Regions from separate parts of the Rattus norvegicus genome. Here region 1 is linked to region 2. Evidence: chromatin contacts called from public Hi-C data. All regions are on one chromosome and are shown on one strand. Each heading gives the region's core, a stretch centred on a gene start, on an enhancer-like site or on the middle of the called end of the contact. The rest is flanking DNA. Distances are from core to core; before and after follow the strand shown.

Region 1 (5,531 bases), core at 2,605-5,104, 670 kb before region 2:
ACCCGTATGTAGTCAGGATGACTTTGCACTTCCTATCCTACTTCCAGCCTCCTAAGAGATGGGACTTCAGACATGCCCCAGTGTTTGTCTTTCGCAGTACTTGTCGGCAGAGCCCAGGGCATCATGTATCCTAGACAAGCAGGCTATCAGTGCAGCTATATCCCCAGTCCTCAAGATTGTTTTATAATTCTTCTCATTACACTGTGGACATCAGAGGCTTACCCTGCTGACAGAACTATGGTACACAGTCAACTTAACCCAACCCTAAAAATATACCATATTTTTTGATTAATTACCACTCTGTTCTGCTGTCCTCTATAATCTGGGTTTGGCTCACTGAAATTTGGCACTTCTGAATACACCATACAAAATCTGAAATAAAGGACAAGTTAAATGACTTCAACTTTTTTGTATAATCTCCTTAACTTACAAGAATAAAAACCTTAGGTGTCAAATATTACCTTAACAGTAGCACGTTAACTAAGAACAATCATAGCTCTTCAATTCTAAAATGAACTAGATCCAGTTTGGGAAAATCTTAAATTGACCCTGACAAAGAACAGCTATGAGGAAATGAGTAACTTCCTGTGGTTCTTTACCTAGCTGACCACCATTATTGCAGAATCTCTGTATTTATGACTATCTAGCCAGATCCTGCAATTGTGCCCCACAGACCTTCATAACACATGACTCTAAGGAGCATCATTCTGCATACGAACCTACACCAGTCCCAACAATCACCTTCCTGATGAAGTGGTAACTCAGATTCTGATGTTTAATCAGATTACACTTTTTCCCTTTCATATTAACCAAGACACAATTCATCTCTGGTATGAGTTTTCCTCTCTCTTTTTTAGTTCCATTTATGACTTCTCTACTCCAATCTAATGAGCACTAAGATATATCTAAGCATTAGCAACCAAAGAGAATGGACTAACAATTTGGCTCATTATGTATAACACACATTATGGATGAAACCCAGACAGGTAGGCTAACATGGAGACTAAAACACTTTTATACTCCCCACATGTTCCTGCAGGTCAGGATGCAGTCATTACCCACATGGCACACACTAATTGTGGCTGTATGTACTATACATAGAATAGGACAAACAGAAGGCTTCAACTTTCACTACTTAAAGTCCCTTTAACTCTAGTACAAATTCATCCATAGAGACAATGAAAACTATAGATCAAAACCCATGTCTAGATTCTATTTTAGTAAATCAAGAGAGACTACTTCAAATGACACCTGAAAGACACATTTTTCTAATGTTACAGACAGGGCTCCACTGGAGCTTGTCTAAACTCAGGTCTGCTGGGAAAAGTTCACCTTCTCAACCACAGGGAGCAGAACTGATAGTGTTTAAAACAGTTACCTACCTACGGCATAAAGCCAAGTCTTCACAGGCCAAATGAGTGGCTTACAGTTTATACTTACCAATTATTCTATAAACATTATTTGAAATTTAATTAAACAAAATGCACTTTAATACTTACTCTCCAATTTTTTGAAGTTCACCACCTCTTCCAGTATAAAGTGTCAGGCATCCTTTCCACATTGATGCATATCTAGAGGAAAAGTAAATTATGCTTTCAGTAGAATGTATAGTATTTTCTTTTATAGTTATTGACATGGTCAAGGATGATATAAGTCATCTACTTCTGCAGATCGCAGTTCTCAAACTCCTCAAAGTTTGGCACAACTTTATAAAGGAGCTAAAAAAAGACCACTAACCTTCCTCTTGCCCTGCTGGCCTTCCCAAATTTTGCAAGTTTTAATATCAACATAATGAAACCAATTGTTTAGTGTGAACAATTTTAAATGTGAATGACATCATTAAATCTAAGGAAAATATAATCTAATCGAGTTAGCAGAATCAGACCAAAGTCTGGTTTTTTTCAATGTATTTTTGTACAACTACCAAGGTAACTTCGTGACTAAAAACATATTATGATTAGTAGTAGTATTGTAGTTCTCCCCATAACCCCCAAAAGAAGCAATTCTCTTTTGTGGGAAAAGCTATGAAAGTTAAGAAGATGTAATTTAATGTCACAATGACTCGGTGAATAAGAATAAGATGCCTAAGTTCTGACTCTCACTTCCTGCTTTGATGACACTTTACCTCACTTCCTGAAAATGCTGTAAGGCCTGTAAGATAGTATCAAAGAGCTCCTGCCCAAAGACTCAATACTTCTTAGATTCTCTTAGCCCAACAGCAATTGCCAACTATTTTTCTGATGGCTACCAATAAAGTTATCACAATTCTCTCAATCACAGAAGCTTCCATATTCTACTTTCTAAGATTCTTTCCTGGACTTCTCTTAAGACCAACATTTGGTAAAAATTTCAAGTCTATGAAAAAAAGTACTCTATCTCCATAACCAATTAAATATTCTGAATGGATCAAAGATGCTCTCTCCTGCCACTTGGTGTTTTATTTTGGTTTTCATGAAACACTGATCTTGCTGAGTACATGTGACCACAGAAATGTTAAATTCAAGCTGGGACTGTAAGTCAGATGGCAGAATGTTTGCTTGGCATGCAGAAGGCATTTTGTTCTTTCCCCAGGACGTTTCGGTACCCGCCTGGAATCCTACCACCTGGGGAAGTGGAGGCAGGAAAAAGCAGAAAATCAAGGTCATTCTCTTGGGCATCTTAAAGTTCAAAAAGAACCTGGAATACAGGAGACACTGTTTCCAAAATGAAGGCAAAATTAGGAGTTAAATTCCCCAGCTATTCAATTTATGTCCATACCACCTAAATGATGAGTACAAATAAGGTACTGAAAGGATTTCATGGTACAAGGAAGGAGGTGGAAGACATGGAGTGACTAAAAAGGAAATGTGTCCAAGTGGTGTGGCACAAAAAACTGATTTGGCAGCCAGGTCTCTGTAGGTTCGAGGACAGATTAGTCTATAGAAATTGCTCCAGGTTATATAGAAAAACCCAGTCTCGAAGAAAGGGGAAAAAAAAAGGGGTAATGTGGTCTTTATCGGCCTCACTGATAAAGGCTCACAAACTTCTGTGGTATTTTCAAAATAAAATTAACCTTTAAGATTGGATGATAGGAGTTAATTCCCTACTTAAAACAAGGTAGCTGTGAAAGGTGAGCTGCCCAATGCTGTCCACTAAAACGGCTCACTTCTTGAAGTGGCCCATGGAAGAGCCCGGCAAGTTCTGAACCCCGGAAGTCGGCCAACCCCACACCTACCCCAATTTATGCACACCTACCCTCTGGTCAATCGAATAATATCCCCTGTCTGTATGAGCCCTCCGATCTCATCCCACACAGAAATAGTGATGCTTCCCGTTCTATCAGCTACTTTGCAGGATCTCACTTCATGGCCGTCTTTGGTTTTGGTCACTCGTCCTGTGAAGATTTAAAAAATCAAACAGGGGAGAAGGAAAGATGTGTTAGATAAGGAGTCCATTCGAGAGAGCTGTCTCACCCTCCTCTGGCATGCTACGTGACTGACTTCTGTCCCCGGGTAGGAGTCTCAGCTGGGAGCACGTGGGGTCGCGGGCGGGGAAGAAGTCCGAGCGCTCGAGGGTGTGGGGCGGGCTGCGGACCTCACTTACCTATCTCCAGGACAATAAAGACGACATTTAAGTTTTTCAGTCCGGCCTTAATGTCTTTTATAAAAAGAGGAGGGTCGTTGACCCCATGCATACTGAGAGGCAGGTGCGGCTAAGCTTCAGAGACCCTCTAAGCAAGGCTTCCCACCCTCCGAGGCCAGGGGCAGAGCCGGGGGCAACCTGAGGCAGGCCTGGCGACCAGAGTCGGGAAGCGGTTATTCAGGGGCCGGGGAAACCAGCCCTAGAGGCGCCAAGCCGAAAGGGGGAAAAAAAAATGGAAGAGGGGAGTGGGGGTCGGGGGAGACTCTCACAAGTTCCAAAATCAAAAAAGCACCCCGAGACCGCTCCCAAGTGGGCGGCGAGCAAACGAGCGTGCAGACTGCCGCCTCCGCTAAGGGAAAAGGGAACAGGGGACGGCCCTGCCCGAGTCCCGCTTTCCCTCAAACACACGCACACGCGCGCGCCCCCTCAGTCCCAGGCTCCGGGAAGGTACGTGACAGCAAAACAGCAACGCTGTACACCAACCACGCAGCCCGCGTCCGAAACAGCAACCGGCGAATGCGCCCTCAGCTTTATTAAGCCGCGCCCCGCCCCTTATGGCGTCACGCGACGTCACCACGCCCACTAGCACGCCTCTGGGGCGGAGCCCAGCGCCAATGATCACGCAGCCTCTCTAGCTCCTCCCCTGCTGTCAGCTCAAGCCCCGCCCCCAGGCCGTCCAATGGGCTCTCGGCCACACCCTCTTCCCGCCGGTCGCGCAGGTTTCCGGGTTTCTGTAGGGCTGTGTCTTTTGCTGCTCGGAGGGAACTTAGGCTTCTTTACCTAGTTCCTCAGGAGCCTTCAGTTCGGTCACCTTTGCCCTTTAGGATCAAGGAGGGAGAGAAAGATCGAACTGAAGGCTCTCAAGAAAGAGTTTCCAAGTCGCAGGGAACTTGGCGATCAACTTCTTACTTTAGAGGTGTTTAAATTGGGACCCAGAAACACCACGTCGTCTTTTTAAAAGCAATTTGTAAACCTGTTCTCATGCTGATAATAACCATACACAGTTAAGTTCCACAGATAATTCATTTTTTCTTTAACCCTTTTCTTTAAATTTGGCTTTTATATAACTAAGGTGAATTAATCATACACTGGTGAAAAAGAACCTTAAAACAAAACCTAAAAGGGAGGGGTGTACGTTTTACAACCAAACAAGCTGGAGCTGGTGCCTAATTGTGTGAACTTGAAAATAGTTGGTTAAGCTTCCTAGCCAGAATTTAATATTCTGAACAATAAAACTAAGATCCTTACCTCATAAGGGAAGAAATGGGGTCATAAATAAATTGCCCAAGTGATGTAGCAAATAGATCCGTGATCAATATTTCATTTCATCAGTTTTCTATTGAAAATAATAACCTGTTATTTAGTCTCGTGATGAGTGATAATTTTAACCCCATTTTACAAGTAATAGAACTCACTAGAGAATAACCAAACAGGGTTTCAATTTAGGCAATCTTGACTCTAGGAGGCTTCAACCAGAAATATTTTATGTTGAAGTAGTGTGATTGTAAGGCTCCAAAACAGACTGAAGAAGTAAAATGGAAAGAGCAGAGTATATTCTAGTATAATAGACAGTCATATAAGCAAATGCTGTGGAAAATAGAGAACTTCTATATCAAAGCATGTGGGACTGGAGAGCTGGCTCAGGGGTTAAGAGCAGTGACTGCTCTTCCAGAGGTCTCGAGTTCAAATCCCAGCAACCACATAGTGGCTCACAACCATCTGTAATGGGATCTAATACCCTCTTCTGATGTGTCTGAAGACTCAATAAATAAATAAATTTTAAAAAAAGAAACATGCTTCTGTTTTCCTTTCAGGATAATATCGGCAAACAGCATAGACATATTGCTAGAAACATTTTTAAAAATAATCACATTATCGAGAATGTTTAAGTATTTGTAAGGAAGTAGTTG
Region 2 (5,419 bases), core at 2,739-5,238:
ACCTCATCCTCCAACCCAATGTGGCAAAACAGCCACTTACCATCGCTGGTGAGACTGCAGTGGTGGGGGACAGAGTTCTGTTTAACTGAGTCATGCCTGTCAGATTTTGCTTGAATTTTCTCACAAATTTAAGACCTAAGTCTGGAGAACAGCACTGACCCAACAACATTGGTCCATGTAGTCATCCTTTACTCCCCAAATGGCTAGTCTGACTGGTCCAGACACGGCAGGATTCTGAGACTCTGTAATGCTACCCTCCAACTGACATACGCCGTATCTGTTGCCTGACATTGTTCAAAACGAGTCACAAGTCAGGCCTAGATCCAAAGGTTAAAGGAAGAGTTCTCTCCATCTGCCAAGGAAGTCATGTTCCAGAGAGGTGCAGACGACAAAGAAGACTATGGCCACTGCTGAAAGTGTGGACCAGACGATTCTTCCTGCATTGGTAGGACTGTGTGAATGGTAGACAGTATCTAGACATCTGCCTTGCCTGGTTGCATTGCTATTATCGATGTATGCTTCTATTTCTGGTTACTGTGGATAGTTAAGATACTATAAGTGCTTTGCATAGTTAGATAGGTATAATTAATTAATGTAAGTGGGTAAATATAGAATACAAGAAGGGGTGAATAATAGGAATGATCTTGGGGTTTTCCTCCCAAGAAAAAAAGATGTTCACTGAATGAGAGATGTAGAATGCCTTCTAAGAGCCTTTCCCCTGTGACATCATGTGCTGGAGTCATTCCAGTGCCTCCATTACTCCTTATACAATGTGACTCCTAGGTTTCTTATCCCCATGTCTTTCTTTTGTGTCCATACCACTTCTGGCATGGTAAATCATAACTTTCTTCTTACCTGATGCTTCTGGTTGATTTCCAGTGTCTAAAGGAACCCTTGTCATGTCTTGACCTTCTCTTTGAAATCCAAGGCAAGTCTTTGCATTTGTAGTTTAAAATCTACACCATTGGTAAGACGCCCAGCAGCGTTCCAATTTTTTAAGACTATTTACGATGATTATTTTGTCCTTTGTAAAGTAGCTGTTTCAGGGGGTTGGGAGGGGATCTCGGAGATACACAATGAAAGCCAACACTGGACCGTTCTCCACATGGCAGGCTCTAGAGGGTTCCATGAGCCTCTCTTTTCTGGGTCAGAGTATAGGAACAGCTGCACCATTTCCTGGCACAGGGAAGAGGCAAACAAGAGTGAACTGATGGCAGAGGACGTGGCCAGTTTCAGACATCAGGAGTTTTGAAGGAAATCAGAAGTCCGAGGTAGGGCACGGAGAGAAGTGCTCTGTTCTCGGTGAACCCACGAGACTTTAAAGGAAACACCCGATTAGAAAATTGTAATTTACCAGACATGGCATTGTGTTTTTTAGTGTTTTATCTCTTGCCTATCTGATATTGTTGTTACAAAGAGTCAGTTTCCCAAGTTGAATGCTGCATGATAATATCCTGTATGTAAAAGTTTCTTTCTTCTAGGTTTCTGTTTTGGTTTTGGTGTGGTTACGTTTTGTTTGTTTGCTTTCCTTACGTGTTTTGCCTTTTAGAATTTGAGAATATAATATAATTACAGCTTTCTCTCTTCTCTCCAAGCTCTCCCTTCTACCCCTCTCCCCGCTCTCCTTCAGAAGCATGGCCTCTCTTTTTCACCAATTGTTCTCGTACGTGTATAACATAAGTAGAATCTCTTCAGTTAGCATAGTTGTATGGTTCAGTTGTATGGTTTTAGGGCTGACCTTCAGACAACCAGTTGTGGGGAAAAACCACTCCTGTTCCCAGCTTTCCTCAGTTGCCTATAGTTCTTTGAGGGGAGGTGGGTTGAGACCTCATGGGCTTTCCCCTGACCAGTTTAACAGCTGATGTATTATATGGTGGTAACCTACAAAATCAGAAAGTGATTTCCTTCCAGAAACTGTAACTCTTACAGATAATAAGACTTGGACACTTCAAAAACGTGAAACCCTTGAGGGAAAATACAGACAAATGTGATTAGGTAATTAGACAATGAGAGACCAGACAGGAAGAAAGGCAGGGGTCTTCACCAGGAGTCAGTCCTGTGCTACCTGTGTGAGCATGCATGTATGACAAGGAAATAGACTATATCCGTCTATAATATACATGCACACATATATGTGCATCCTTGGAAAATTATTTAGATCTTCTGCTACCTAAAGTTATGTCGTTGTCCAAGGCTTGATTCAAATTCCATCTGTTTAAAGGAACCAGTTGACTCTCTAGGTGTGCCTTCTTAGGAGACCTAGTTGAGCCTCTATGATGTCTATGTAAACAAGTTACATTTGACTTGAGAGTTTTTTGTTGGTTTTGCTTGTGTATTTGGTTGGTTGGTTAGGTTTTGTTTTTTCAAAACATAGTTTCTCTGTGTGTCTGTGGCTGTCCTGGAACTCACTCTTTAGACTAGGCTGGCCTCGAACTTACAGGAATCAGCCTGCCTCTGCCCGCTGAGTACTGGGATTAATGCTGTATGCCATCACCACCCAGCTGATCCTAGGTTTTGACATGAGTTAGTTACCCATCAAAGAATTTGAGTATACAGACGTTGGCTTAAAGGACTTTTCAAAGAGAATACTGCTGATGAGAAGACTGAGTTTGGGGAAAGAGTTTTGCTTATTCAAAGAATAAAAATGCTGTAGCAAGCAATGAAAAGAGCTGCACAAACGGAGATTAAAGAAAGTGATAGGGAACACGGCTTTATAGAATATATTGAGAAATTTGAACTGTCTAAAAGCAAGAAAACCCATCATTGAAATTTTTAGATTGGTATGACATGATCAACTTTGCAATTAGATTTTTAAAAAAATCACCAAAATGATGTCTGATGAATTAAGTGGGAGCCAAAGCCAAAAGCCAAAGCTAGGCAGTCATCAGAGAAGCCACTGAAATGATCCAGGTATGAGGATGGGGTGGTGGAAGAAGTAGAAACAGGAGCTGGATCCACTGAGACTTGAGGACCAAGTGTAGGGGACTAAATGGACAACTAAGCTTGGCCCGCATTGTTTTCAAACTAAGACTAAGTATGAGGAGAAAGCTGATGACTTGTATTTTGAGTACAGTTGGTTTACAGACTCAGGAGATATCCAAGGACAGGAGAACTGTGGCATTTGGAGGAAGTTTGGCGTCAGTATACATCTAGGAGAGTTCTGGAACATGGAAGTTACAAGGAAGGACATCAAAGGCACAATGGGAGAAAGATAAGGTTCTTACATTCTTTTTTAGTGGTTTAGTAATGGAGATCGAGGCCATAGGGAAGTCCAGCGAGACAGGAAGGAGCAAAGAGGTCCTTATGGCTTAGTTATCATGATGGCTAAGCAGAGCACAGTAATGGAGGTGTCAATTGTATAAAGTTTTATTTTTCTTAAACATCTTAATTAGATTTATTCATTTCATTTCATGAAATTTTTGTTTTGCTTCCTTCATGCAGCTTTGGTTCCTGTGGAAGTCAGAAGAGGGCACCAGATACCCTGGAACTGGAGTTGGGAACCGCCATGACGGCACTGCAAATCCAACCCCTGTCCTTTGCAAGGGCAAGTTCTTCCTAACTGCCGAGTTAAGGCCAAGTACACGGTGTTGAAAGTTTTTAAGTTGGTAACTTAAGCTCTGGCTTTAGTAACGAAAAGGTTAATCTCTAGTCCCCAGTTCTGAGTCCGCAGTGAAGCAGCTCGTTATTGCAGGATCTCCAAGACTGAGCCTGTGCAAGCACAGAGTTTCCTTTCGTTTTTCTCCAACCGTGTAAACAGAACCTCCAGTCTGCGGTTTGCACCGGGCAGCGGAGCCCCACGTTTCTCACGCGGGGTGGGGAGAGTGGGCCAGGAAGGCTAGGCTGCCGCTACCGAGGCACGGGGGGAGGTGTTACGCTGCTGGAACAGCCGGCCAATCCCAGCCGCTGATTGGCCGAGGAGGAAAGAGGCGGGACGCCTTCTGGCTTTTTCTCCTGCCCGGTACTTTCGGTTTTCTGCGCTGGGCCTGTCAAAGCTCCCTGGAGACCTCGGGGACTGCGCCCCTCAGACCCTCTTGGGACGTAGCTGAGTGGCGCAGGGAGATCTGTCTAGACTCGAGCTCCTGAGTGCAGTGAGTGAGCTCGGGGTGCGGGTCCGGGTCCTGATGTGGGTGCGGATGCGGGTGGAAGTGAGGCGCCCCACACCCTTGGGACTGGGGTCTGCTGCCCACAGATGACCTGTCATGCTGCAGAAAGAACTTGAGCGGGACCGCTTGCCCAGCTCCTGGCGCTGGCGCCCTTGTCCCGCCGTTTGCACTGCTAGGGTAAAATGACTTGTGCAATAACATTTCTCCCGGAAGACACTGCACCTTCCTACTTAACTCTTGCTTGCCTCACCTCCGGCCGGCTCTTTCCACCGCTGTAACGTTTCCTTCCTTTCGCAGTCATATCAACACTGTTCCATCCTCTGAGCCGACGCCACTCCGTGCATGCAACAGGCATATAACTTGCTGTGTGTGGTGGTCGCTTGTGTTGAACCCCCAGTCTGCACCCGGAGACAGCCCAGTAAGTCTTCGTGGACACGAAAGTATTTGGAATCTCAGCTCTTACCGGCTTTCTAAAACTTAAAGGTGGGATTTAGTTCCTGTAGAACCGCTAATGGTATAATTACTATCTAAAATGCTTCCGGAACACTACCTAAAAGTTTAGGGGCAGGTGTATGGATGGGTGAAGGTTGCTTTTATCTGGGAGAAATGACTTGAATCCTGGTGTTTCAATGAGGATCCTGGATTCAAACTTGTAGTTTCATCATGGGGTTTGTCTTTTGCTTTCCCACTCCTACTGATACATACAAGGTTTCAGCTGAACAAACGGTCCTGCGCTAAGTAACACTTATGATTAGGCCATATTCCTGGCACTCTAGGGTCCAGAGGACGCTATAGCAAAAATATATCCCGTCTGAGGCTCTGATGTTTACGCCACAGCAGACAATCAAAGCTTCCCGCGAGGAAGGTTGGAGCTAATGCTCTAAAAACAGTGCAAACCCCAACAAAGAAAGCTAGATGTGGCAGTGACAGATAGCTTTAGAAGTGCCATCTGTACAGAACTCTGATTGCTGGAAGCAGTGTGGTCCAGTCTGCAGCGCAGGCTAGATTGGGAGGATAGTTTGGTGGAGGCATGGAATCGGGAAAGAGCCAACTCTGAACTCTGAGCCGGGTCTTGCCAGTCTCAGGTTTCATGCCATAGTGGAGGGCTGGCGTCCTTTCCAATGGTATTTGAAACGGTGGCTTGCTTTGTAGTCTAGACATTTCCTTACTATACTTTGGAGGGACATTTGTGCAGCAGACACGACTTCATTCAGCACATGAGTGTTTGAAAACAGGTATTTATCCACAGTTCCACATGCTACGTCAAATTTCAGACCCTTACTCAGAGGTCTGGCAGTACCACAGTCTCTTTACCA

What was found. A called contact is a pair of places that touch in the nucleus more often than the background predicts.
Region 1: a Hi-C map of liver shows a contact between it and region 2, with 3 times the contacts expected there. The contact joins the promoter of Nabp1 here to the promoter of Stat1 in region 2. A contact is called at or near these places in 3 of 12 Hi-C or Micro-C datasets (Schwann cells, frontal cortex and liver).

Annotation. Positions count from the first base shown.
Region 1 is chr9:57,617,264-57,622,794 of GRCr8, reverse strand. It overlaps Nabp1 (nucleic acid binding protein 1), which reads right to left and starts at 3,854. Exons shown (of 6, transcript NM_001014216.2): 1 at 3,583-3,854; 2 at 3,235-3,373; 3 at 1,500-1,571; 4 at 297-372. The coding sequence starts at 3,673.
Region 2 is chr9:56,950,495-56,955,913 of GRCr8, reverse strand. It overlaps Stat1 (signal transducer and activator of transcription 1), which reads left to right and starts at 3,988. Exons shown (of 25, transcript NM_032612.3): 1 at 3,988-4,088; 2 at 4,401-4,586.